Regions from separate parts of the Mus musculus genome. Here regions 1, 3, 4 and 5 are each linked to region 2. A link is a contact called in public HiCAR-type and promoter capture Hi-C data. All regions are on one chromosome and are shown on one strand. The core of a region is the stretch at or near the end of the contact, and the rest is flanking DNA. Distances in the headings are between cores, read along the strand shown.

Region 1 (5,065 bases), core at 635-3,134, 910 kb after region 2:
AAGGACTCTCGGAAGGCTGCCATCAATATTAGATTGCATCTTTTGGAAACCCGTGATTTGTGGATTGGTTAACATGTGGATGAAGCCAACAGAAATTGTCCTCTCTTCCTTTCTACTCATCCCTCTGCCCAATCCTAGCAGCTTTGCTTAGAGTTTTGGAAAAAGAAGAACCGGGCAGCTTAGTTTAAAATAAGCTGGTGGCATATGCCTATAAACTCAGCATTCAGAAGACTGAGGCAGGAAGATCAGCAGTTATGGCCATCCTGGGGTATTTGAGACCCTGTCTCTACACCAAGCAATGGTAGTTGTTGATAATAAGAGTTACAATAATTACTTTTGAGCTTTTATCATTATTTACTATCTGAGTGGTTTATTTGTATTTGTAGTTTATTTAATCCTTAGTGTAACCCTATTATTATTTGTGTGGTTTTGAATGAAGAAGCTGACTAGAAACGTTAAATAACCTTAAAGTGACACAATTGGAAGGTAACGGAGTCTAGATTACAAGTCCGGATCCTGTGCCTTCACCACAGCGTTTACTAATCAAGAAGCTAAACATCCACAGCTTGGAGGTTAATAAACTAAAGCTGGGAGATTTTAAGCCTTTCCCCAAGTAAGACAAGCTGCCAGCTGTCAAGCTGGACTTCTCAGCTTCATTTCTGTCACCAAGTCTGCTGTCCCTAGATACACCATCTGATCTTTGTCCCCTGCGTATGAATTGGTCTTCTTGAGAGATGGGCCTACTTGGTTTGTTGTAGTTTCAAACCCTGAACATTTCTTTCAGAATTCTTTCTTGGCATGCAGACTTGTGGGAAGTGTAGCTTGGTGGTACAGAGGCTGAGCTTTCGAGCCGTAGTGTCTGAGTTTGAGTCCCTTCCAGTGGTGCCTCTTTTACTCATCTGATCTGACAAGACTCACACCTCTTTTGTATTTTAGTAGTCTCATCAATAAAATGGGTTCATAATAGTAGCTATTGTAGAGACTTCTGGGGGATAGAAGGATTCACAAAATGAAACTTCTTAGTGCAGTGTCTAGCATATTACTACACATTTTCTAACCTAATTATATTATTTATAAAAGTGGCCATTCATTTTTTATAAATTAAAATAAAATTTATAAATTAATATTTTTTATAAATTAAAGTGAGCACATTTTCTGGCTCTTGGTTGCTGGTTACTGAGTGTATGAAATAGGAAAGTTTTTTGAAGTGTCTGTGTTTCTCATGCTGATTGCAATATTAATGATACTGAAGATGAGTTACTTACTTTTTATTTTTTCCAGTGTTGGGGAATCAAACTCAGGGTTAGGTAGGCGCTGTAGCACAAATGGACACTCTCCACCCAAGATTTATTTTTAATATTTATATCAAGTCCAAGAGTCAGTGTTATGTTACTAACTATGTATTAATTTTATATTATTATTTACAAAAGGAGTGCTTTTACTGAGATTGCTTGAAAAGTATTGCATGCATCCAAAGTACTGTAGGTGATGTGAAAGTTTATCCCATTGCTTTTAAAACTGGATCACAACATCTTTGAATCTTTTCATGGGACGTTTCCAATTACTATCAATTACTGTGAAATATTAATTTGTCACAGGAACAGTAATGTAATCATTAGTAAAATGACTGTGTGGCAGCAGCACTTACAAGTGAGATAAAGACTGTCAGCTCTGGATTGACATGGAAGCAGCTTTTGGGCAGTGTTTTTGCATTTGCCTCTTCCGTCGGAACAGCGTGAGAATTAAATGCTTTTAAAGGGAACCGGCCCATCTCGGTTCATGTGTGTCATTCCAGCATCAGAGAAAATGCTGCATAATACTAGGATGACAGCCCCACCTCTGATGTCACCCAGGATGGTACGATCCTCTCAGAGCCTCTGCCGGCTTCCTGCTGCTGCACTGGGGGAATGGTTACATTAAAGCTAACTCCCGACATCTCAGTTATCTCCTTGGAAGTAGTTTTGACAATTATAGAAAAGCCCCACAGTGGCTGTCTTCGGTAAGCTACCAAGGTAGAGAGCGACCGAGGCTGAGCACAGCAGGAGAGCGGGCTGCTCTGCCTTTGTGAGGGGCTGAGGCGGCAGTTCCTGGGCTCGGCTCAGCTCTGGTTCCAAGTGCTCAAAGTGCTTCCATTTACATCACCGTGTGCAGTGCAGGGCAAGAGGGGCCTCCAGGAAATTTGAAACTAATTTGCTTCCAGTTGACTAGAACAGCACATTTTGCATTAGCTTGCTTCTTTTCTCGTTAACTTTTCTCAAGCGTTAAACTGATGAACTGGGCATTTTCTATGATCAATGGGTAACTGCTGGAGCTACAGTAATCTCTGTGAGTAACCTCTATTTGTAGGTCTATGCAGGCAAATATATATTATCTATCTCTTGTGCAATGCTGCTGTGACATTTTCCGTCTGTATTATTGACTGCTTGTGTTGTCTTTCGGCCATCCCAGTAGGAGACTTCTGGGGGCTAGCCCAAGTTCTGCTGAATCCTGCCATAGAAAAGAGCAGACTGCATTCATTCTGGGGCATCCCTGCCAAGCACTCTTTAATTGCCCAGAAAACGGAAAGATGCAACGGGGGCCTCTGAACGCCTTTGCCCAGTACCTCACTTGGCTTTAGCTTTTAATATTTGTTTTAGTGTCTGATGCTGAATGTTCTAATTTTTAAAAAAAAATGTAAGTGGAGAGTAGAGTATCATGCTTACCTATAATTTTACTTCCTTTCATTCCCCGTCCCCAAGCAGGTTTCCCAGGAACAGGGCATTCTATCATCCTATAGAAACAAGCACCCTTTCTGTGCTGCATGATTTAGGCAGAAAGAAGGAAACAGGCTATTCCTTAGTTTAGTGTTGGATGGGATGGGGAGGAGTTTCTCTTAAAGAACCCAAGCTGCTTTTGTCCGAAGCACAGCCAGGAACTGAAGTAGCCTGGAGGGGGTGGGGGTGACTTCAGGATATTCTCATTGGAGTTGACGCTGAAGTCATCACAGCCTTTCCAGGAAGTTTATAGCAACTGTCTTCTTATTTCTCAGTGTGTCTTTCCTATCTGTCAAAAACATTTTATAGTATTTTAAGATTTATTTCTCTCTCTAGAGAAACCAAGTTTCAACGTTCTGTTGACCGGTCAATGTTGATGTGCTTGGAATTGTTCGTGTCAGTCTGCAGGACGAAACCTGACTTTAGACTCTGATGGGAGTGCCAGTGTGGATCAGCTGAGGCTTAGCCCCAGCTCAGTGAGGCTGCTTCTCTAACCTCACCCTGCCTTGCCCACAGCTGTCGTTGGCTATCACGGCCAATCACTCTAGCTGCTTGGCAATTGGCACTCACAGTTTTAAAAGAACTATACAGTGTTTTGAACATCACTTTAAATTTCTTCACTGTTAAATGATTTAACAAAAATGTGCAAGAAAAATTTATTCTAATATTACCACATGTGTGTTAACCTTAGCAAAAGATGGCTGCTCAAATGATATTGTGGAGCTGCAAAGGGTTCAGTGTGAACCATTATTCTCTTTAAAAAAACCTTAATATAAACTAGAGTCAGTGTAGAGGAAACTTAAAAGTGGATATTAGAGGTGTGGATGTGTAAACAGGAGGAAGTGTAGAAAGTGGACAGAATGGATAAAATAGAGGAGAGAGAAGAGGTAAGGCTAAAGGAAGACATCTGCAGGGACTTACAATTATGAGAAGTAGTTGCTCTCAGATGGGCTCCTGCTGCAAGCTTTCTTCTCTCTGTGCTGTTGCAGAGACTTTGCTCTACAATTAATGGCTTGCTTCTTATCCCATCCTCTGACCTGAACGCTGTTCGTGTGCTGCTCTGTAGTTTTTAAAGCTTCCGCCGACATTGACAGACATGGTAAACTACTGTCGCTCCTGTAGGGAGAGGGGCTGAATGAGAACAATTGGGTTCAGAATCATTAGCCTGTGGGATTTAGACTGTGGTAAGCACAGCTGTAACTGTTAATCACCAGGGGGAGAATGTCCAGTTAATGGAACCTTCTGCATTTGTATGCACATGCTAAAAGCTTGGATAATGCTTGGCAGGTCTTTCCGGCCTTTGAAGCACATAAAACCTTGAATATGCATGCATTTAGAGAGCTAGCAGACTCCAGAAAATAGTGAGCATCATTCAGTATATATCATAGTCTTCTCCCAAATGTGACTTTTATCAGGGTGGAGAGTGCGTCCCAAAGTTTAAAGAAGTACATTACTCGCTTGGCAGGTCTGCATTATTTACACTCACTTTCTGATATTTTTATCATACCAAATACATCTTCTATTGTCTAGTAAGTGGATTAGATTATCCCCTGCTTTGTTTTAATGAGCCCCTTTCCATTGCTTTGAGAATGTAAGCTCTGCTCTGTTTCTGGCGAGGTTATTGGTCACTGTTTTTCATAGTTCAGAATTATAGTTACTTATAGACAAAACTCAGTTGAGGTCTTTAATTCTGCAAGGGTTAATTTTTCTATTTGTAAATGAGGCGTCTTTGCCACGGCTGTTCATTAGTAAAGTTACAGGCTGAGTGGTCAGAATCGGCACTCCATTTCCATCCTTGCTTCAGCACAAGTCAGAGTGGGTTGCCTTTCGATGGTTTCTGTGAAACTCCCACTGTTGAAGTAATTCAAGAAGGTGTAGTTTTCCTTACACATTACTACAGTTTGAAACCTCACATGTGAGAAGGAGGGGCAGAAGTTTACGGTGGTTTATAAAGGGTTGAGAACGTGATGATTCGCGTTAGTCTCGGAAAACAGATTATAAATTCTTAGTGCAGGCTCACTGAGTGTGCCCATGAGTATTTTCTATTAACAAGGAATGTAGCCAAGAACCTGAATGGGAAATTATGGAAAATTTACTGGTTTTTATATACTGAAAAACCTTAGTTTTCCTCAACTTCTATCTTTTAGACTCCCATTTAATTTATTTAAGGACAACTAGATGGTAATATTCATATTTTTAGGGGAGGGTCAAGATCACAGTTGCAATTCTTGATAAGTGTAGTCACTACACTAACAATGAGCTCTAAACTCAGGAAGTGCACTGTTCCAGCCAAGGCCCTTAATCTATTTTTC
Region 2 (5,119 bases), core at 777-3,276:
AAGCTCACTGTAAAGGGCTACCCTGAGAGGACAGAAAGATGATAAGAGGAAGTCATTTCACATCTGATTAGGAATAATATTCACCAAATACATTTTATTGATAGGAAAATCAGGTGATGGCTAAAATCCAAAATTATTATGTAGTTACTTAGGTGTCCCTTTAAATCAAGTATAAGGGAGGAGCCCCAGGGCACTGTGAGTCTTGCCAACTTTCCTAATGTTAGAGCTCATGCAGCTAACCCCAGAAGGGTGACACTAAGTAACTGAGAAGCTGGGTCCAGAGCTTCTAAAGGAACCTTTAGCAAAACCTAAAAATGTAGGCGACCTTTTCTATGGGAGTTTACGGTAAAAGTCGTGTTCTACTATGGTATACTTTCTGAAATGTGAATCGAAAGTTTGCTCCTATTTTCTTAACCAGAGTTGCAAACCTGCCACCGGAGAGGCAGAATCTCCAGTATCCTCAAAACACCCAGGATTCGTTTCTTTCGTGCAGTTCTGCCATGATGGATTCTCTTTCCTTTGATAACAAGACATTTACAACTATACGCAGAAATAAAGGCAAGCTTTTAGCTGCAGTCATAGACTCCACTAAGACTGGAATTAGGCTGCGGATGTGCCACCTTAGAGCACCTCCAGGGGACACCACCCTCGTGGCGATTCCACCAGCAGCAACACAAGGAAACCCCAGCCTTCTTTTACGACTGAGTTCAGTCACATTTTGAGTCTGTGTTCTGTTAGCTCAATCAAGGTTCAAGTTACAAGGCTTCTCAATTGTGGGCAGGTCTCGACTTCAAGGCCATAAAGCAACTTGCTACTGACCCTAGTCTTCTCTAGGCAGAGAGCAGGCAGAGCCGTGGAGGTGGCCGCTTTTTTTTTTTTTTTCACCTAGTGTTGAAAGCGATCTCCCTTAGGCTCTAGAGAATCCCATGTGCTCTCAGCTAGCTGAGCGCCTCCCTTAGGGCGAGCCTCTCCTGGGACAGCAAGGAAAGGACACAGAGCTGAACTGGCAACCTCCAAGCCACAGGCTCCAGTCGGCTGGTGGCTGAACCTCGTTTTCTGGAGGGTAGGTTCATTTCTGGGCTTTCTTGAGTACTGAGCTAAGCCGAGCACAGGAACGCTTGCAGGACGCCAGCTTCCAGGACTCTGCGCCACGCGTTCCCGGGCGCCACCGCGCACTCCCACTTTCACTGTAGCTCACAACCCCCCGCCGAGAGCGACAGCGCCCTGTACAGTTGGAATGCACACAACGCGTCCTCCCACCTGCACCCTCGATTCACTCTTCCCGCTTCTAGAGGGGTCTGACCCGCAGTCCCAGCAAAGTTAGGGTCACTTTGGCCCGCGTGCCTTGCATTCAGCACCCCTATTCCCTATAGGGAGGTCACCACCGGTCACTACAGCTTTGCTCGGCCTCTGCGTCTCCCCATCCTAGGCTCCACACCCCACGCCCCAGCCGTTCCCTGCGATGGCAGTCGGCGGGAGAGAGCAGGAGACCGAGTGGGAACTCAGGAGAAAGGAAAAAAAAGCGGGAACCCAGAGTCGCCGTAGCGTGATGGGAGGCAGAGTCTCTCCCTTCTCCTCCTGGATTCCATTCCAGCCACCCTTCCCGGGAATTTACTGCGCCTGGGAGTCCCAGTGCATGCACGTACTTCCAACTTTCTCCCTCCCATCTTCAGATGGAGAAAAAGTGGTCCTGTCCGGGTCTGCAGGTGGGGGTAGGGGGAGTTGGCGCGAAAAACGTACCGTCTGCTGCGGCCACCCCTCCTCGGAAGGCGGTCAAACTCTGGAGCCAAACTCCCAGGACCACCAGGAGCAGGGCTTTGCTCTCCATCTCCCGGTGCACCCTTCTGCTTTGCTGCTGGAACTACGCGGCGTGGGGCAGTCAGGAGCGGGTTGAGCAGGAGGCGCAAGAGGACTGGAGCGCGGTGGAGCGCCGTAGGGCAAGTCAACCTTTAAAGGGGAGGGCAGAACAGTTACAAGGGGCAGAATTCCTCGGAGGAGGAGTAGGAGGAGAAATCGAGAGTCTGACACTGTTTCCACTGCACAGCTGTTTAAGTGACTGGAAATATGCAAATAAGACTCATCACCTATTGGCTATAAAATCATAAGTTGGGGGGAGGACTCTAAATGCACTTCCAAATATTTGAGCAAACGGTAACGAGGCTCAACGGTGCCAGCGAGAAGAAGGGGAAAGGGCAGGAAGGAAAGCTTGCTTGTTGTTTAGACTCCAGTTTGCCTACCGGGAGGAATCTGGTCCCTAGGGACCCCTATAGAGGCAGAGAGGAGGGGTTTACACTGATTTATGTTGAGTAGTCTACGATCCGTTTTCTAAGGGGAAGAAGTTTTGCTCTTAAACAGCGTGTACCTAACACTTTCACACTCACACACATACAACCTTTTGATAAATCTTTGTTAAACTTGAGAGATCCTTTCAAACGCACACCCTCCCCCACCCACCCACAGGTCCCCACGCGCCAAAGGGACCTTAGGACACATATTGCTCAGCGCATGGTGCCTGCACGGTCTGCTTTGTATCTTGGCAATATGGGTCTCCTTCTGTAGTAGAAGAAAAGACCCACTTGCTTTAACTAGTTTCTAATTTTTGCCTTATGTAAATTGTACTCGATCCTTTAATTCAGCAAGAAACTCAAGAATAACATCTATTTTCAGAGGCAGAAAGTCATGGTCAAACATTTTAAGCTATCCTGGATTTTCAGTGGGAGAGGCCATGCCAAATGACCATTCCAAACCTACAAAGACAGTCCATAGATTAGTGATGTTCCAGGGCGAGGGGATATGGGGTGCTAGGAGTGTGGGGGCAGGGTGAGGAGCATGATAGAAATATTCCAAATTCCATTATGCTTATCATTGTTCAGCTATGTTGATGCGTTGATATTAAATTGTACTTTGCAAGGGTGAATACTGAGCTTTTGCAAAGTGGACTAGCACATGTTTGTAGAAAAGCAAGAAAAATAAAAGCACATCATATACTGTGCTCATCTGCAAGTATCTTTTTAAATGAAAAGGGTGCTGATTAGCTAGAAAAAAAAACCAATAAACATTAAATTCCCCACCTTAATGCTGAGAAACCACCTCAAAAAATTAGTTCTCTTTACTGATCTCAATATTTTTAGGATGGTTCCCTCTCTCTCTACACACACACACACACACCCTTGGAGGTTAAGGGGATCAAAAACTATATACTTTAATATAAGCCCGCTTTTTAAATTTCTCACAACTATCAGATAAAAGCCAAACATGCTGTTGTGTAGATGAATTCCAGCCAGATGTCTCGCCATCTCATCTTGCACTGCAATCGCTAAGCAATGCATCATCCACGTTCATTACTGGCTCCAACGCATGTGGTGGATCTTGAAAGTTGGCAAGAGCGAAACCCCACTGAACAACTTTGGAAATGGCAGAGATACTCCAGGGCACATAACTAGAATATGGCCAACCTCTGAAAGAAGTATATAGGAAGCTCTAATTTTAAAACATGGCAGTGGCATAAAAGACATAAAAACAGAAGTGTAGAAATGCTTTGTGTTTTATCTAGAATAGCCACACAGCCGAATTTCAAGCTTAAAAGTCATTTGATCAGACTCCAAACCGACCTGCACTGCTACCTGGAACTTTCAGAGAACTTCAAGATTTTATGAGATTAATAAAGGGGCAAAGGGGCATCTAACACAATGCATTTTAAAAATGCCTCTCCAGTTAACTGATCACAGAAAGCACTCAAGAGTCCAGAGATAAATACTTATCTATGGTTTGTTGAAGCTGCTTCTATAATATGTGAACCTGACTTATACTGGCCTATATTGTCACTTTGCATGACCAGTACGGTGCACAGATTTCCAAGAAGAACTAACACGGAATTCAGACACGCTGGCCTCTCTCCAGGGGACAAGTGGTGGGCAGGTAGGTGTGGCAGCCACACTTGTTCATGATTGGTTGTGCTGGCCTTAGTCAGGTGCCCCAGTTCTCCCCGCAGACGCTCACATGAGCTCCAGGTCAGGCTCCTGTGAGCTTCTGACAAGTCTGATGCCCAGACTTCCACAAGGTTATTTGGCCATGCATAGCTTGAGGCTTGGCTTTTTCTGAAATTGACTTTTTCTTTGTAATAGACAAAAAAAAAAAAAAAAAAAAGGTTATGTTTGAACAATCTGAGCATTTTCAAATGTTAAAAAAAAAAGTACCCTTAGGGTAGGGCACTTTGGTATCTGCTATAGTTAAAATCGATTTAAGTACAAAACCAAATATGTATCGCTTACGAAACACTCACTTTCCTACTTTCCTGATGTTAAGTGATAGGTCACTTCTCCACCACTGAAATGAGCCAGTTCAAGCCAGATTAGATTGTGCTCAAGGAAGATTTATTGGGAAGTTGCTCTTAGGTGAGTTCACAGGCCCAAAGGATTGAGGCCAGGGGAGTCGCCATGGAGAGGTGGAGGAGGGGAGGTGAAAGAGAAAAAGGGGAGACGGAAAGAGGGAGAGAGAGAGGGAGAAAGGGAAGGAGAGAGAGATAAAGGGAGAGGGGCACACAATATGTCTGGATTATATAGGGAAGAGCCTCTGGGGGAAGGGCAGCCTAGTCCCTGGACTGGAATGTTCAGGGGTGGGGGCAGGGTATGTCAAGTAGAGACTGAGGGATGCTGGGAGAACCTGGAGGCCAGGTCTGTTTTGATATGTAAAATATGCACCTTAGTACCTTGTGGGAAGTGTGTGTGTGTGTGTGTGTGTGTGTGTGTGTGTGTGTGTGTGTGTGTGGAGGGGGGGGGGGTGTTCCAAAACCAAAGAGTAAGGAAATTCTGTCTGTCCTTCTGCCTGTCCGTCATAGGTTTGATTGACTGCTTGCCATTTGCCCATTGAGCAATCTTCATCCTCTCATGCATTTAGTGATTTTAGCTGTAACAGAGCTGAAAAATTCTCCCATATTACAGATGGGAAAAGACAAAATTCCCCAAAGATTAAATACCCCAAAATCACCAAGTGTACCTCTTCTATTTTGGTGGTTTCAGGAGAAAAAGGTAATGTGTTAATTTGTAATATTTTAATTGCAAACTAAAAGGGAAGCAGACCTTTTTTGTAGACGCAGATTGTGGTTCAAATGCTATTCTAT
Region 3 (5,339 bases), core at 2,137-4,636, 790 kb after region 2:
CTAAAATCATGTAAGTGCTGATTTCTTCTGTGTATTATATGATGGTTTCATGAAATTCCTTCCTTCAATTAAAAAAAATTATCACCATTGTGCACCTGTCTGTGTGCACATGCTTGTGCATGATATGCAGAGGCTGATGTGCACACCATGACACATGTGGAGAAGTTAGAGAACAGCTCTGAAGCTTTCTTCTCCCCCTCAACCTTTCCATAGTTTTCAGGGATAGAACCCAGGTGCTAGGATCTGTGGGGAAAGTGTGCCTAGCCAGTGAGCAATCTCCCCTGCCCTTGAAGCTCTTTTCTGTAGAAAACAGAAACAACCATGAGACACATTTTTCAATGGGATGAAGAGTTAATCCCACCAGCTGGTAATCCTAGTAGAGTTTCTGCTCTTTCTTGTAGGAAAATGTCTTTGGTATATAAGGGCTACTAAAAGAGATACAGTTCTTTCCACCTGTAGCTTATGTTCTGTGGAAGAAGACAAAACATAAAACAAGCAAACTTACAAATTGAGGAAAGTATTATAAAGTTGGAGAGCAAATAGCTATAGGAGAGGGGCCTCCAAAAAAGCTCATTTTACCACCAAGCTTGATGACCTGAGTTTAATCTTCTAAACCACAGGACAGAAGAAGAGAATCAATTCCCACAGATGGTCCTTTGACTCCACGTGAGTGCTGTGCCAGATGTGTAGCCCTACCCCGTCCACAGGTGTACACAAATGTAAAGAAAATCTAACAGGAGAAAATTGAGTGGGTGATTTAAGTTGTATTGTATTCCAGAAAAGACCTCTCCAAAGTGGTAATATTTGTGCTAAGTCCAGAAGAATGTCATTAAAATTATAGAAAAGAAGACTATCTTTGAGGCACAGTTTCTGAAGTTGGAAAGGCCTTGCTGAATTTAGGAGTTAAAAGGCCATCATGATGAGAATCCCAGAACAAAAACAGGAAGTAGCTCACAGGGTCCTATTTATGTGTGTAATTTATTCCAAGTGCCATGGGGAATCATTAAACAGTTTTGGACAGTTGGATGCTATCATAAGATGATATTTTTAGGTTCCCCTAATCTCTGCATAGATAAGAGTAGGTATAAGCACGGATGAAAACAGGAAGCAGTAAGGGGGAACTGTCAGTTCAGAAAAGGGTAGACAAGAGAGTAGAGTAAAACGTATTCTGGAGACAGAACTGAGAGAACATGGACCCTGGAATGTGAATTTAGTGAAGACGAAAGCACTGGGCTGTGGGAAAGGCTACACAGAGACAAGCTGATGTTGCAATGGAACAAAGGTTTATTTAAGAGATCAATGAGGATGTGTAAGGTTTGAGGTATCTATAAAATATCCAAGACGTTAAGGGATATTAATTTTTAAAATAGACACCTCCCCCACTCCTTATCCTCAGTTTTACTTTTTGTAGTTCAAGTTAACAATAATCAACCACAGGCCAAAGTCTCAAATGGAAAATTCTAGAAAGTAAGCAATTAATACATTTTAAACAACTTTTATTATGGTGTATTTTTGCCATTGTTCTGCTGTGTTGATTGTTGTTCTTATTGTCAGCTTACTATTCAAAGTTTACTGTAGTTGTATATGTGCAAAGCAAATAATACATATACTATTATTACCCATGATGTCCAGCATCATTTGAGGCTTCAAAAATGTTGTGCCAATCAATAAGACTGGGGCTATGGAGTCTTGAGCTCTGGAATAAAATTAGCATAGAGATTAAAACTTGGAAATTACTAGCATATTGAAAATATTTAAATTCCTAAAACATTTCTCAAGAAGAGAGTATAGAAGGACTAGTGGACAAGTTCAGGATAAAACACATGGCCCATAAGACATCTAGAATACAGGCAACAGAGAAATCTAAGCTTACAAGGATTGGGCACAGACATTGGCCAATCAGGGCACATGCCAGTGCACCTCTCCTATAAATGAGTAAATCAGATATTATTCCTTCCACTTGGTGGTTGACAAATATTTAGCAGAGTTGGAGGAGAAACCAGGACAGTAAGAAGGCTAGGATAATGGTGGCTTGAAATAGTAGCTGTTGATGTAGCATGAGGTACTACAGTCTAGCCATGTACTGGGTGATAACTTCGCCACAGCAGTTATTTAGTCCAGTACATTGCTATGTGTTCATAATCAGGCTGCTGTAAACTAAATGCACTTACTGTACTGATTAAATGTTTATCACATACCATTAACATGGTACCTAATACTTGATAATGATAGATTATTGCTATCACCTTGCCAGTGTACTGTTATTACTTTAAATAGTATTCCTTGCACTTATACAGAAAACTTTATTATAAAATATTTTATCATATAATACTAGCAACAACCTCATATAACTTGTGATTGTATCAAGAGGCCATGTCAAGTGACACATCTATAATAGTCTCACAATGGAGGAATCACCTAGTAACGCATTTCTCAGAATGTATCCCCATGGCTGAGCAATGCATGACTATATTATAACAACTGGTAGAGACCAGCTGACTGAATATCAGTGCTTATATGTGAGAGGTTGGAGAAAAGAAACCATTAAAATAGTCACTCCATTAGGAGGAAGGGTTTTATTGTGAATAAGAGAGAGAGAAAATATCTAGAGTTATCTGACATTTCCAAAGAGACAGTATCTCAAAAGAGAAAGAGAAACAGACTGGACATGCATATGCCTATTTGAGAGAAAAATGATGGGAAAAATATGTAGATTATAAGGAGGATGAGTAGCTATGGAGAGAGAGGCCTGTGAGGTTGAGCAGCCTGGGAGTTTTGGTGCAGAAGCAGCAGAAGGGCCAGGGCAATTCCATGGGGCGTTTGAAATGTATGATAGGCACTTGTGAGTGGAGACTGAGGGATATGCTAGTAGGCACACATGTCCATGGAAACCCATATATGTCCTTTCTACCAGAGGCAAGAGAAAAAGCTCCTTTCAGGGTGAGGTAAAAACCTATTTTACACACTTCTGAGGAATGCTGTTTTTTGTTTTTGTTTTTTTGTTTTTTCGAGACAGGGTTTTTCTGTGTAGCCTGGAACTCACTCTGTAGACCAGGCTGGCCTCGAACTCAGAAATCCGCCTGCCTCTGTCTCCCAAGTGCTGGGATTAAAGTCGTGTACCACCACGCCCGGCTGGAATGCTGTTTTTAATCTAACCACTAGAAATTCTTCTGTAGTCTAGTTTGAGTACATTTCTGGATACGTGCACTACCTGAGACCCAATAATCCTGAGTCCTGTATGAGAAACAGAATGTTACCAGAGTCACTGCAGTGTTTGTTTGCTTGCCTGTGTGTTTGTTTTTGAAAGATGAGTTGTATCTAGTGCTGTTCAGATGGGACAGTGTGGAGACTGTGAAAAAGCTGGCCGTGGTTCATAGTAGAGAAATGAAGCAGTAGGTCGAAGGGTGTTTAAAGGAAGTGAAACAAGTCTGTCACACTTCCCATGCCAGTAGGAACAGAGGTGAGCGTTGGAGCTGCAGAGTCCAGAGACGATCCAAGAGACAGTTTTATAAGGGAGTAAGATCAGGCAGCAGTGGGAGGTCTTCAGAACACTCTAGAGAAAAGGGTTCCGAGGCAGGCGGGCCCTCCATACCAGGATGAAATGTCCCAGCCATCTGGGATATCCTATTTTCCTATGTACAAGCCAAGGTCATGGCCAAGGCACATTTAGCTTCTACTTAATCTTGTTGTGCAGAGCTTTGTCCAGTTAATCCCTTGATTTTGTTTGTTTGTTTGTTTGTTTTAGCTTTTATTTTTATCTTTGTTCAATTATTTTGAAGCCAAGTAATTAAGGAAGAGGATAATAAGGATTATTCAGGCATATTTTGACCACAGGGATTATCAGCGTCTATTTAGCATCAGAATATAGAAACCAGACACGGCCAGAATCAGCAAGTGAAGGAGATAGTCTGATAATGAGAAAGTGGTACAAACACAAAATATACTCTGGAACCTGAATGAGGTGCTCACTGCCTGCTGAGTCTGGAAAACAAATTTAGACATAACTTGGTTTACCCCTACGTTTCTCCATTCTCATTACACTGCCCATATGGAATTTTTTTTTAAATGACATCGTAAATTGAATAGATTTAATAGATATCCATAGAATAATCTATCCAAACACTAAAGAACATGCCTATGTGTCAGTAGACCAGGGGACTTTCTCCTAAATAGATTACATATGAGAACACAAAACAAGGCTCAATATAGAAAAATTGAAATCATATCATGCATTCAATCTAACCACCAAGAAATAAAGATGGTATCAATAACAATAGAGATGACAGAGGGTACAAAAACTTATCAAAGCTGAACAACACACTACAGAATCAAAACTGGGTGAAGGAACAAATCAAGAAAGAAAATTTTAAATCCCCATATGGAATTTTCTATTCTTTACCTTGTAATTATGTGACAGGCCAAATTTGTGACTTCTCTCCCACTAAGGGACACAGTTTCTAGAAACATTCTAGATTGACTCCAGATATTTGGGTGTCCAGATTCAGGCTGACTCAGTGGATATAGAAGATGTAAAAGACATAGAAGAGTGGGGATCATTTGGAAAGATGGGACACAACGGATTCTCTAGAGACTGTGACAGGTTGCCTTTGGAGTTCCTGAGTTTTATGTGTTTATATTGAGTCGTTGTTTTTCAACTACCTATGGTTGAATAAACGATATAAGGGAAGGGAGTTATCCTAAGACATTGTTGAAAATGATTCCTTTTAAATGAGGCTAACTACTCAACAAATAGCAACAAAGGGCACAGCCATCAAAGACCTCAAACCAAAATGTACAGGTTTTCAAGATAATGAGGATGACATTACAGAACAATGTATTCTTAATATGGCGTGTAGTAACATGGTTACAAGCAGATAACTTGGAGGCTGTGTTTTCCTACAGATCAGCACAGCTAAATGCTGAATTACCCTGAGTCCTGTGTGGGCCTTTGTTTGGTAGACCAGTTTTCTAGTTAATCTGAGTGTAATTTGAATACAGGAAAAGGAAGCACTGTGAAGATTAAATCTCTGTGGCCACAGGTCACAGAATGAGGTCTGGATTCCATTGCCTCTGGGATTTCAAAGTCCTGGTCTAAGTTTTGTAACTTGGCATTGTCAGTGCCCTTTCTACACTTGCCCTTTCTACACCTTGTGAACTTTTCTCATAACTTGTGACTGAAAAACATAGATTAATCTTTTTAACCCCAGGCCAGTGACATCAGTAAGTGGAAAAGCCTTCAGGGCGTGTAGGCAGTAGATGGGTCTCGCTACAGATGTGCAGCTCTTCAGTCAGAGAAGTCTAAGCTATTCCTCAGTTATTTATCACGCTTTGAGTCTTAG
Region 4 (5,406 bases), core at 1,533-4,032, 510 kb after region 2:
TTCTTTACAGAACACTGCACCTTTGCGTGTTTTCTGGATGGAGGAGGTTTGTATCTCACACTTGTCCTAGCATGATTCTGTTGGGCTCAAGCTAGAAAGTGCATAAACAGTGTCCTCTTCCTCCATCAAACATTAGCACTACAAATGTAGTGGGGTGAGGGCTACATCTCTCTCTGGGCTTTGAAGAGGAAAAGAACTCAGTGTCACAGCCTAAGAGCCAGATTTCTACTTATGAGCAATAAGTCTCCCGAGGACAAAGGCTTCTGGATTCCCATCCCAGGAGTCATAAGCTTCTCTTGGGACTCTAAGAAAAATGGAATAAAGTATTTGTTTTCTTTCAGCCAATAAGAATAAAAGTCCCTTTGGTTTTAATTAAGGCTCTGTTTTACATTTGACATTGGCAATGATTAATTCTCCTAGTTCAGACTCAGAAAGGCCTTATTTGCTTGCAAGGAATTTTTTTTTCATTTCATAATCTAAAGGTTTTGTCCTTTCTAGTCCATCCTGCTGAGAGCAGGTGGGATAGAAGGCAGAAAGACAGACAGTGTAGAAGCAGAATTGTCAGACCCACCGAACAGGCAGTCCAGGCAGAAATAACTCAGATCCCCACGGCCACAGCTAGCAGCCCTGAGTCAACCTACATTTTGACATTTATTTCTGAAGGCATCATTGAGTTCTCCCCCAGTTCATAAAGCTGCTGATTTGGAGGTCAGTGTTTAAAATTATCTAGTTCGGTGAAATGCAATTTGAAGACTTCCCATTCCCCAGAGAAATGTGTGATTATGTCCTTCATTAAACAAGTCATTTTCTAAAATTTTATTTGTACTTATGTGTGTAAGTTCAGAAGGGTAAAAGATCTCTTGAAGCTGGAGTTATATCTGATGCAGGTCCTTGGAACAAAACTCAGGTCCTCTGGAGGAGCAGCAAAACCTCTTCACGAGTGAGCCACCTCTACAGTCCCAAGAGAAACTGTATCACTTGCTGCCTATAAAGGTCTGGTTCATACCCTAATGCAGGAGTCAGAAGAACTGTTATTGTTTCACATACTCAGACCTGATTGATGAGAAATCTCTCAACCATCCTTTATGGAGGCAGAACGACTGGTCCATGGTGCATAGGCAGAGGATAGGGAGATGGCTCAGGGGATGAAGTGCTTGCTGTGAAAGATGAGGACCTGTATTCAGGTCCCCACCCCACCTCAGACAGGTGAGTGCCACATGCCTGAAGCTCTGACACTGGGGATCTGATAGGGACAGGAAGATCCCAACAGATGTGAGGCAGTCACTAGCTAGACAGGCTATCTCAAATTGCCGGCTCTAGGTTCTTTGGAGAATGTGTGAAAAAAAAATCAGGTCAAGAGTGATAAAAGAAGATACCCAAAGTTAACTTCTGACCTCTACACAAGCATGGATGAACACCCACAGGCAACTGTACAAGCACAGATAGACACCAGCATACACACACACACACACACACACACACACACACACACACACGTCCCCAAAACTAAGATGGAAAGGTCTTTGAGTGACAGAGCTCAGCGCCCACCATTATATCCTTCCTCTTGAGCAGGGGACTAGAGCTGCTGAGCACCCCCTAGAGATCTGATGCATAAAAGAAATGGCCTAAGGAGAATTCTAGGGGCAAACATCAAACTACAGAAATTAGTATACCAGAGACAGAATGTGTAGGTAGCAAGACACCATAAAATAAAAAGTAATGGCTGGAGGTGGATAAATTAGGAGAGATTTCCTCCTGAGGTTGCATTTTGACTCAGTCTAGAAAGAGACTGTGGATATTCGCAAATCCTTGATAGCCTCCCCTGGAACACATCAGTACCTCGGATGAGACAGGCAATGAATGTTCAGAATGGGGCTGTAATAAAAGTTACTTACCTATGCAAACAAGAGAGAACCTTTCCCAACAGCCCGCAAACAAAACCTCCTGCTCAATGTTGCAGTTAAGAGTTTTCACCGTTATCAGCCCTGTCATTTTCTGTTTTGCCTGCAGATGAAAGCAAGGATTTTTGTGTGTGTACAGATGACTTTCTTTTTAAACTTCTGCATACGAGTCGTTAGTAATAAGTGACACTGTGGGATTTCATACTAATATTTAATGTTTTGAATTTTAAGCCATGAGATGAAACTTGCTGGTGCTTTAATGCAGAAACATCGTGCTCAGTAAGGGATGACTGTCATTTAAATGAGTGTTCTCTTTAAACATTCCACCTTGCCGGCTCTGCCTGTCAGCTCTGGCTTAGGTCCCCACAGAAGCCTCCTACTTCTTCTATCTTTAGATTCCGACCCTCCCCACACTCCGGTCTGTCCTTACCCTTTCCTTGCCAGAGGCTGGTTTTGAATAAACAAGCTAACTCCACTTCTCTTTTAAAAAAGCATTTATGGCATAAAGCCAGTGGCATGCTAGCAAATGTTTGGCAACCCACTCTTGGAAAGAAGGGGGGGAAATGCCCTGGTGATGGTATTTGCCAATTTCCACGGTGTAAATAATCCCACTGTAGCCTTTTTTTTTCCCGGCTAACCAATGTGTTACCACAGGGCATACAGCTGTGAAGAGATGTGTACAAATCTGGGGAGCCAGCATGGGCTGGCTCAAGCACAGGGCTGCAGACTCTGATTTCTTGTTGGGACTAATTGTCTTCTATCAACCCCACCACCTGGCAGATGGCACCAACTCCAGAATACTCACGTTAGCCTGCTGTTGTGTAGCACACCTGCTCGTGGTCTCTGAATGCTGTCCTTGTTCCCCCAGGTCACTACCTTCCGGGGTTTAGACTCTCTGCCTGCTGTGCAGTAGCCCCTCCCACTTAAGCCTCTGTCTTTGTGACTCTGTTCAGTGATTATGGGCTGTGCTGCTCCTTTGTCCTCCTCATCCCCCCTGTGAATACACCTGCACCTCTTTACCTCCCAAAATAGTTTGTGTGTGAACCCAGAGGTGGGTATCAAGTGTCTTCATTGATTATTGTCCCCCCCTAATTTCATTGGTTTGCAGTTCATACATGTATTAATGTTTTAAGTCATATTTTTCCTCTTGTCATCCTCTCTTATGCGGTTCCTATTCTTTATTAGGCCCTGCTTCTTCCTCCCACCTTATGCTTCTCTCTGTCTGTCTGTCTGTCTGACTGACTGTCTCTGTCTCTCTCTGTGTCTCTGTTTCTCTTTCTCCCTCTGTCTCTCCCTTCCTCCTCCTTTCTTTCCTTCCTCCCTCCTTTCCTCTCTGTGTCCTCCTCTCCCTCCTTCTTTTTTCTTTTTCTCTTCCTTCTCCTCTTTCTTCTCCTCCTCCTCCTCTTTCTCCACCCTCTCTTGCTGAATATTTAGCTCACTGATCTAACTAGCCTGGGCAGACAGTGAGCAGTAGGTTTAGGCACACATGTCACTATACCTAGCTTTATATATGAGTTCCAGGGGTCCAAACTTAAGACTTTGTATTTGTGGAGCAGTCACTTTATCAAGAAGCCAGTTCTCAGCTCCTTAGTTAGTTGAGATTTTTTTTAGGGGGTGGGGGTAAATTATTGACTATATTAAGCACTGACCTATGCTTCAGTTTTTAGCATAGCCCACTGAGCATGGTATATGCAGTGTACCCTTGCAGACTGGTTTTGTTTACTCAGAAAGCCTACACTTACTAAATAGCAACAGTAATGTTACCAGATGCCATCTGAGAATCTCTCACTGTGACCATGTAATCTTCCATAATTCTCAACATGGGCAAGTGACATCAGCATCTCAATTCACACATCCGCGAGTCTGAGCTCAGAGGGTATAAATCCACCGTGTCTCAGACTCTTGCAGCTGCTGCATGGGAGAGGGAGAGATCTAGGTGCTACACCGTGAGGCTAAGCTTGACTGAGAATGATGCGCTGAAGGAAATGTATTCTTTGGCTTCAGTGTGCTTCGAGGAGGACCATGAGTCTAGACCCCAGACAGGAGAAACCTGGAGAATCCATGTCCAGCCTGAAACCCTTAGAAAACAAAACCATCCTTTATCCAGAAACCAATGAAATAAGGCTCTGTGAAGATCTGGGAGGAGATGAGATTTGAGTCTACTATTAAATTAATTCTGGAGACTCTATGGCTCCAGAAATACATTATTTCTTAAAAAATTACACAAAACTACTCAACAGAATCCCAGCCCCTAGCTCTGCTATGACAGATTGAATGAACTCAAGGAAATCGTTCTGCCTGAGTTTAAAGAGGTCTCAAGAAGAGGACACACAGCCTTTGCTTCCGGAACCCTCTGCAGTGCGCTCACTGGCCCTTCAGTTTCCAGATAATAAAGAGTGCACAATGCATGGTGCTACCTAGAAATTGCTACAATTCAAGGACTTTCATATTCATGTGCAGGACGTGAAATATCAGTAAAACATCTCAGAACAAACCCAAAATGCGAACCCTTGTTCCAAAATGTTCAGAATTTAAAGACAGCTACACCAAGCCCAGCACCCTGTGTAAGCTTCTGGGACATGTGCCTGTAAGCATGCCCAGCTCCCAGCAATTTCTAGGATGTAGGAGGCTGGTCAGATCTAGCTTTGGTTCTTGGAACATGCTCTTCGATTTAGATAGAATACTCTGCCTGAAGTCTTTTTTTAACCTACTTGATTTCAAGATCCAGATCGTTTCATAGGCTTCTGTCCAACCTAACACTATTAAATCAGACAGGCGACTGCCTGTGCTCCAGGCTACCTGTGCAGGTGTAGGGCAACCGTGTTCCCACAGCTCTAGAGGGAGTTGCTCATTAGTGTTTTGTGCTTTGATCATAATAAGAAATAATTACCCCTGTCACATGACTTGCCCACAAAGCTGTGATTCTGGAAACTTGATGGGGAAGACCCAACCTGAAATACATCCCTTTTATGGTATAATTGGGCCCACAGTCTTTTGTGAACTTCTGTGGGGTAGGAAGCTGCTGGAGAAAGAGTGGACAGGAGGCTAGCTACAAAGGACATCCTTAAAGTGACAGTGGCTCCTGTAGATTGACCAATGAAATTCAGAGCAAGAGAAAAAGATGGGAAACTTGTAAGTCATTCCAGTAGTAGGAACATTGGAGTATATATTTTGACTGTTGGGCAGATAGGTAGAATTCTTTACGCCTGAGTCAATGTGTTTTAAGTCAGACTTTATGCCTTAGGTCTCAAGAAGGTGAGGACACTTTTGTCTATTGGTCTAGATCTGTCCAGTCTTAACAATTGTCACCAGTGGACCAGCTATGCTTTTGATGAGATACTTGCTATCAAGTGTCTCTCACTAGAAGCCATTTTTATTTCCACTTGAAGCCAGGAGTCATGGTTACCTTAGAAGTGCTCCTTCTCCTTTCACTGAAGAAGTATTTATTAATTGCACAGCTGTGTGGCCAGTAGTGTTCTAGGTGCTGGAGACACAGGGGACTAAG
Region 5 (5,625 bases), core at 2,026-4,525, 880 kb after region 2:
AGTCTGTTTTTTGAAGAATTTTCAGCTTCCCATACTTCAAGTTTCAAGAATTAACTACTTGTTGTTAAGATTTTATTTTCCACATTTACCATCATTCTGTATAACTATACTTTATTTTTGGCTACCATCATATGTTATGGAGAGTCAATTCCACAAATTTTTTTAGACAATGTAATCTTAAGAGAGCTCTCACTTGAAAATTACTGTCACATTCTATAATTAGAAGCAACAGTCTTCCAAACAGCTTAGAACAAATAGAACTAATATTAGTACCTGTATCAGTAATCCTACCGACTGACTTCCTTAGCATTCCAATACTATACTATGCACTTTGAATATTGTATCTTATTTGATCCTCAGGGAAATCCCATAAATTGCCTCTGTTATCCCCATTCTCAAGGGGTGGCATCTGAAATAATTTCCTTTCAGTTACAATTTCCTGACCCCAAAGCTTGGCCTTTCAGTGCATGGGAGCAGCACATTTCTGAATACACTTTCCTTAGAGAGAGTGTGAGATACACAGTCTTAAGAGTTTCAGAGCACTTATCCGAGTCTACAGAAAAGTGGTGGTGGAGGTGTCTTTTGGGAGACAGGAAGAGGTGAGAACTTGTGCTTTGGAGTTAGACTTTCTGAGTTTGAGTCCAGGGTTTGTAACTCACAACCTTGTGGCACTGTGTACATTATCCAATTTCCACTTTCTTGTCGTAGAAAGTGATTTCAGTGGCATGTCTCAATTATTTTGTGATATGCAAACACCTCAGAATCATGCAAGTGCTTCTGATTCTGTTTGTTGCATTAATAAGGATGATAGCGGGTCCTCATGTCTGTGCCTCTGACCTCCAACTGTACAGTGGAATGATAATCGTCACTCCTTCTACCTGTATTGTTACTTAGCCCTTGTTTTACTGGATAAGGGGTTTGACCTAATGTGGTTGGCATTTGGTTGAAAACAGAACAAGCAATTCTCTGTTTCAGATTGGCGTGTTAGTTGGGTTTGTGTAACAGCATTTAAAGATTTCCAAGAAGTTAGTGCATGTGTATGTACTTAACTCCTGTAGTCTTTTTATGGTTTTCTACATTTATAATCACCTTAACACAGTTTGGAAGTCTTCCATTGCTCTGAATTTTAGATGCCATCTTGTGGGTTTCTGCTTTTTTTTTTTACTCTGATGAAGCACAATTTTTACTTAATTATGTGTCTTAGTTAGGGTTTTACTGCTGTGAACAGACACCATGACCAAGGCAGCTCTCATAAGGACAACATTTAATTGGGGCTGGCTTACAGGTTCAGAGATTCAGTTCATTATCATCAAGGCGGGAGCATGGCAGTGTCCAGGCAGGCATGACGCAGGAGGAGCTGAGAGTTCTATATTTCCATCTGAAGGCTGCTAGTGGAAGGCTGACTTCCAGGCAGCTAGGATGAGGGGTCTTATAGCCCACACCCACAGTGACACACCTACTCCAACAGGGCCACACCTTCTAATAGTGCCACTCCCTGGGCTGAGCATATATAAACCATCACATTATGTAAACAGTGTATAATACTCTCTGTCAATAGCGAATAGAGCTATTGGCAAGAATGTGCATCTGCTGGGCTTCTTACCCACAGCTGTGTGAAATATTTAAAAAGCAGTTAAGTGAGACACCCTTTGTACCACCTGGTCATTCTATTCCTCGATATTTACTAAAGAGAAATTCAGGTTTATACCCACTTTTTCAGGAAGTTTGTGACCTGCCCTTTTGTTTTGCTGTTTGGGAAACCAAGCACACTTAGAGTTCATGCTTTTTAAAAGTAACAACAGAAGACTGAAATGAATGATAGGTAATGGTAGATGACTGTGTGGTACTTTCCAAAACTTGTCATTTCTGCCTTAACAGTAATTGTCTTTGATTCAGTATATAGTATATGCTGCAGTCTCTTCCTTAGTCCTTTGAGATTTGTCCTTGAAAACTACAAAACAAAGCACTTGAAAAGGGAGAATCATACATAAGTCACTGGGCCAGAGGCATGCTTTGAGTTTTTTCTTTCTTCTTTTTCAGATCATTATTGTTAAGTCATGTGAGAACGTGAATGAAACTTTAAACTGTAGAGCCAAAGGATAAAGTGGAAAGGGCAAGAGAAATGTGTAATTTTACAATCTTAAGACTGTACTAGCTCAAGTCTAATGTTTTATAATTCTTTTGAATCATATAGTTTAAAGTGTAGTGCTATAAATATAAATACATATAGAAGTAATAGAATTTTAGAAATATTTTAGAAAAATTATATTGATAAATTGAAGATCTGTTTTCTACTAAGTCTTGTTAAAGGATTAAATGATATTTTTAATGTTCTTGGTCCATCACCTTATTTCTCTTGATGTCAACATTTAACATTTATGGTAATTGTACCCAAATTGGTAATTCTCCTAGGGCTATAGAGTTGAGTTCATGGTATGGAGTATCTAAACTTAAAGAAGTATATAGTGGTTCCTGTTAATGTGATGTCCTCTAAAGAATGGACTGTATTCGGATTATTCCTTCAGCATGGTACATTGGGGGCTGAGACAGAACATGAGAAACAACAGACCTTGAGTAGACAGAAGAGAATGAGAGGAAGTTCCCCGTGTTGGACAGAGGATTCAGAGTCAGAGGAAAGCTGGACTCCATCATCAGGTCCAGGAAAGGGTGATCTTGCTCCGATGAGAATAATTCAGGTGCCCCACAGCAGCAGCACAAGAATCGAGCATGGAGTTTTTGCGAAACTCGACACTGGGCATGGAAATTTTGAGTAGAAAAGTTGTGCATTACCTAGAAGCTAGTGGCTTGACATACCAGTTTTCCCAGAGTTCTGAGGGTAGGGCAAAATTGATTTCTTGTGGAATTGAAGCCCAAGTAGGGATAGGGCACTACTGTTAGTTTGTGCAATGTCTAGGAAATGACATAAGGAAATGTCACAAAGTGCTGTAGAATTTAATGCAAAAAATTTCTTTTTTTTTTTGCAGTGAATGACAGATAAAGCTCTACATTAACAAATAAATCCCTAAAATGACAAGCTCACAATTAGTATCATTTACATAAAGCAAGGAACCTCTATGGGGAAGGATAGTCAGCATTTATAATGCAGATATCAAGACCTAAAGAGTGAGAGCAACTGAATATTCTGAAACTCCAGAATGGTTTTCTGTAAACATAAACTGGGGTCAACCACGTGATGCAGCAGGAACCTATGGGGAAGATGTGCACATGGCCAGGAAACAATCTGCGAGCGTCTGTGAGCTCAGTTACAGATGGTGAACTGGAACTGAAACAGTGGGTGGGGTACTGGTATTCTAGTTAGCTTGGTTGTTCAGTACTGAAACAGTGGGTGGGGTACTAGTATTCTAGTTAGTGTGGTTGTTCAGTCCACACATTTGCTGAGAGAAGCTCCGTGAGGGATGGTCTAGGTCTGGGCGTGCCTGTGAGGGATTCTTCTATGAATCAACTGAGGTGGAAAGACGGCTCATCCTGAATGTGGGCTGCCCTAGGTAGGGTTGGACTTTGATCCGCATGAACAGAAAAAGGAAGCTGAGCAGGAAACATGCTTGCACAGTTTCTGTGTTCTCTTGCATGTGGACATAACCAGCTGCTTCCAGTGCCTGCCTTGGCTCTCCTGCAGTCATGCACTATAATCTGGAATTAACTGAAAGGCAGGCTGGTTTTTGTCAGTGTGTGTGTGTGTGTGTTTTTTTTTTCCTCACAGCAAGAGCAATGGAACTGAGGCAGGTTTGTGTTTGGTTTCTCAACTAGAGCCTGATTTTACTTCATGATCTACCTACCGTTGCCCCTGCCTACCAAGTGCTACCACAGGGAAGTGAGAGAGAGAGAGAGAGAGAGAGAGAGAGAGAGAGAGAGAGAGAGAAGAGAAGAGACAGAGAGAGACACACACAGACAGAAACACAGAGACAGAGACAGAGACACAGAGATAGAGAGACACAGAGAGAGACAGAGAGAGACAGAGACACAGAGGCAGAGACACAGAGAGAGACACAGAGAGACAGAGAGACAGAGACACAGAGAGAGAGCACATCCTGAATCCCAAGCAGTCACCTCTCATATCATGTCTATTTTCTTGTTCCAGATAGGAGTGTTGTGTTCATTTGCTCAGTGTTCAATTAACTGAAGAGTGCATTGGTACAGATCTCTGTGGTAGTTTTTTGTTGTCTATTTCTGTATTTATTTATTGACCAGATTTTTTTTTATAAGGGTCAGGGAGCAAATTTTATTATACACCCTAGGATTGCCTCTAACTTACTGTTCTCCTGCCTCATCTTCCTGAGTTTTGGGATTCCAGGCATGTTCTACCATATGTAATAGGATAGTTTTATACCTTAACTAAATGAAAGTCTCCATTTATCGAACTGCCTAGCAGAAAGATTGTTCTGGTTATATATATATATAGTTTTTGTTTGTTTGTTTGTTTTTGTTTTTGTTTTGTTTTTTGAGACAGGGTTTCTCTGTATAGCTCTGGCTGTCCTGGAACTCACTTTGTAGACCAGGCTGGCCTCGAACTCAGAAATCCGCCTGCCTCTGCCTCCCGAGTGCTGGGATTAAAGGCGTGTGCCACCACCGCCCAGCTCTGGTTTATATTCTTATTGCCAAATTTGATTAGGAAAATGGGCTGATTCACTTTTAGTCTGCTAGATATAGATACTTATTTTCTATTTTAAAATAGTATATATGTTATCTTAAGTATAATGTGAATTTTAGGCTTTTAGGTCTAAAACAATGTGTATGTATGTGTAAGAAATATTGTCTTGAGTAAATTATACAGGGCAAAAGAAATTGGGAGGGTCAGCTCTTCTCCTCACCATCTTCCAGGGCTCCACTGCTAACACAGCTCTTTAGCCATGATCTTGCACATGCTGCGAGTACTTTCTCTACACCTTCAGCCAAGGTTCATCCCTTCTTCATTTGGTTTTTCTTCTTGCATGTAGGTTTGCTATTATAAACATTGCTGGCAGTTGCCTCATAGTTACTGCTTACAAATTCCCTATGTAAAATGAAAAAGTTGGCTTATTATAGTCTATCTAAAGCAAATTTATATGATGAGTGTGTGTGTGTGTGTGTGTGTGTGTGTGTGTGTGTATGTATGTGTGTTCTCTTGCTTGCATCTTAGGTATTATTATGTAAAACTTTCTTCTCAAGGTAACTGAGTGGTTGGCTCATGACATTGTCATGGAAATGAGGATATGAGGATATCTTGGCTTCTTCTCCAGCGCTCCGACAGGAGCCTCTGGAATCTGTCTTTACTCTTTCCAGACTTTTGGTGTTTATATTCTATATTTTAATAATAGCAAAGGCTTTTGAACTTTTAATTCAGGCTGACTCTAAATAGATGAATGTGGCTGTTGCACTTAAGAGTTGCCAGACCGAAGTGTCTGTAGCTGCTGCACCTGAGGCAGAAGAGATGTAGAGCCTATGTGTGCGACCTCTGCTGGCCACGAAGGTAGGCTGCACACGAGCACTGCATTTTCTTAGACTGATTGATCGTCACGTTTCCTTTTTCGTTAATTAATTAATTTATTTATTTATCTAAATATATCCTTACTATGTTATTTGTAGGAGGAATCTATTTTCCTCTGGAAGGTGTGCTTCTTATCCTAA

The links. Promoter capture Hi-C pulls out the DNA fragments that hold promoters and counts their contacts. HiCAR-type assays count read pairs that join an accessible place to other places.
Region 1: a HiCAR-type map of astrocytes shows a contact between it and region 2, with 3 times the contacts expected there. The contact joins the promoter of Psd3 here to the promoter of Lpl in region 2. A contact is called at or near these places in 14 of 39 promoter capture datasets (the 3T3-L1 cell line, 3T3-L1-derived adipocytes, the HPC-7 cell line and 9 more), 3 of 15 datasets of contacts at CTCF or cohesin (the NIH/3T3 cell line and stem cell-derived epiblast-like cells) and 2 of 115 datasets of contacts at active chromatin or transcription factors (astrocytes and forebrain).
Region 3: a promoter capture Hi-C map of 3T3-L1-derived adipocytes shows a contact between it and region 2, with 4 times the contacts expected there. The contact joins the enhancer-like site here to the promoter of Lpl in region 2. A contact is called at or near these places in 7 of 39 promoter capture datasets (the 3T3-L1 cell line, 3T3-L1-derived adipocytes, embryonic stem cells and 3 more).
Region 4: a promoter capture Hi-C map of pre-B cells shows a contact between it and region 2, with 4 times the contacts expected there. The contact joins the promoter of 1700125H03Rik here to the promoter of Lpl in region 2. A contact is called at or near these places in 9 of 39 promoter capture datasets (the 3T3-L1 cell line, 3T3-L1-derived adipocytes, embryonic stem cells and 4 more) and 1 of 484 Hi-C or Micro-C datasets (palatal mesenchyme).
Region 5: a promoter capture Hi-C map of embryonic stem cells shows a contact between it and region 2, with 4 times the contacts expected there. The contact joins the enhancer-like site here to the promoter of Lpl in region 2. A contact is called at or near these places in 14 of 39 promoter capture datasets (the 3T3-L1 cell line, 3T3-L1-derived adipocytes, the HPC-7 cell line and 8 more), 2 of 15 datasets of contacts at CTCF or cohesin (the NIH/3T3 cell line and stem cell-derived epiblast-like cells), 2 of 484 Hi-C or Micro-C datasets (the G1E-ER4 cell line and cortical neurons) and 1 of 115 datasets of contacts at active chromatin or transcription factors (large pre-B cells).

The regions. Positions count from the first base shown.
Region 1 is chr8:67,971,393-67,976,457 of GRCm38.p6, reverse strand. It overlaps Psd3 (pleckstrin and Sec7 domain containing 3), which reads left to right and starts at 1,884. Exons shown (of 16, transcript NM_177698.4): 1 at 1,884-2,325. The coding sequence starts at 2,295. It overlaps Gm15991 (a long non-coding RNA gene), which reads right to left. Exons shown (of 7, transcript XR_003947558.1): 3 at 3,675-3,884.
Region 2 is chr8:68,877,462-68,882,580 of GRCm38.p6, reverse strand. It overlaps Lpl (lipoprotein lipase), which reads right to left and starts at 2,026. Exons shown (of 10, transcript NM_008509.2): 1 at 1,741-2,026. The coding sequence starts at 1,828.
Region 3 is chr8:68,090,943-68,096,281 of GRCm38.p6, reverse strand. It overlaps a transcript of Psd3 not described here. Among named protein-coding and RNA genes, the nearest start is that of Psd3, 120 kb to the right of the region's middle. Within about 2 kb of position 3,386, at least 26 of the 459 cell types and tissues checked have an H3K27ac peak or open chromatin away from gene starts, as enhancers often do. A contact at or near this core is called in 3T3-L1-derived adipocytes and liver, where this site is marked.
Region 4 is chr8:68,365,835-68,371,240 of GRCm38.p6, reverse strand. 1700125H03Rik (RIKEN cDNA 1700125H03 gene) reads right to left here and starts at 2,782. Exons shown (of 4, transcript NR_038181.1): 1 at 2,707-2,782; 2 at 1,896-2,004. The region is part of intron 8 of Csgalnact1 (chondroitin sulfate N-acetylgalactosaminyltransferase 1); the gene reads left to right.
Region 5 is chr8:67,994,906-68,000,530 of GRCm38.p6, reverse strand. All of the region lies in intron 4 of Gm15991 (a long non-coding RNA gene), which reads right to left. It also overlaps a transcript of Psd3 not described here. Among named protein-coding and RNA genes, the nearest start is that of Psd3, 23 kb to the right of the region's middle. Within about 2 kb of position 3,275, at least 52 of the 459 cell types and tissues checked have an H3K27ac peak or open chromatin away from gene starts, as enhancers often do. A contact at or near this core is called in liver, where this site is marked.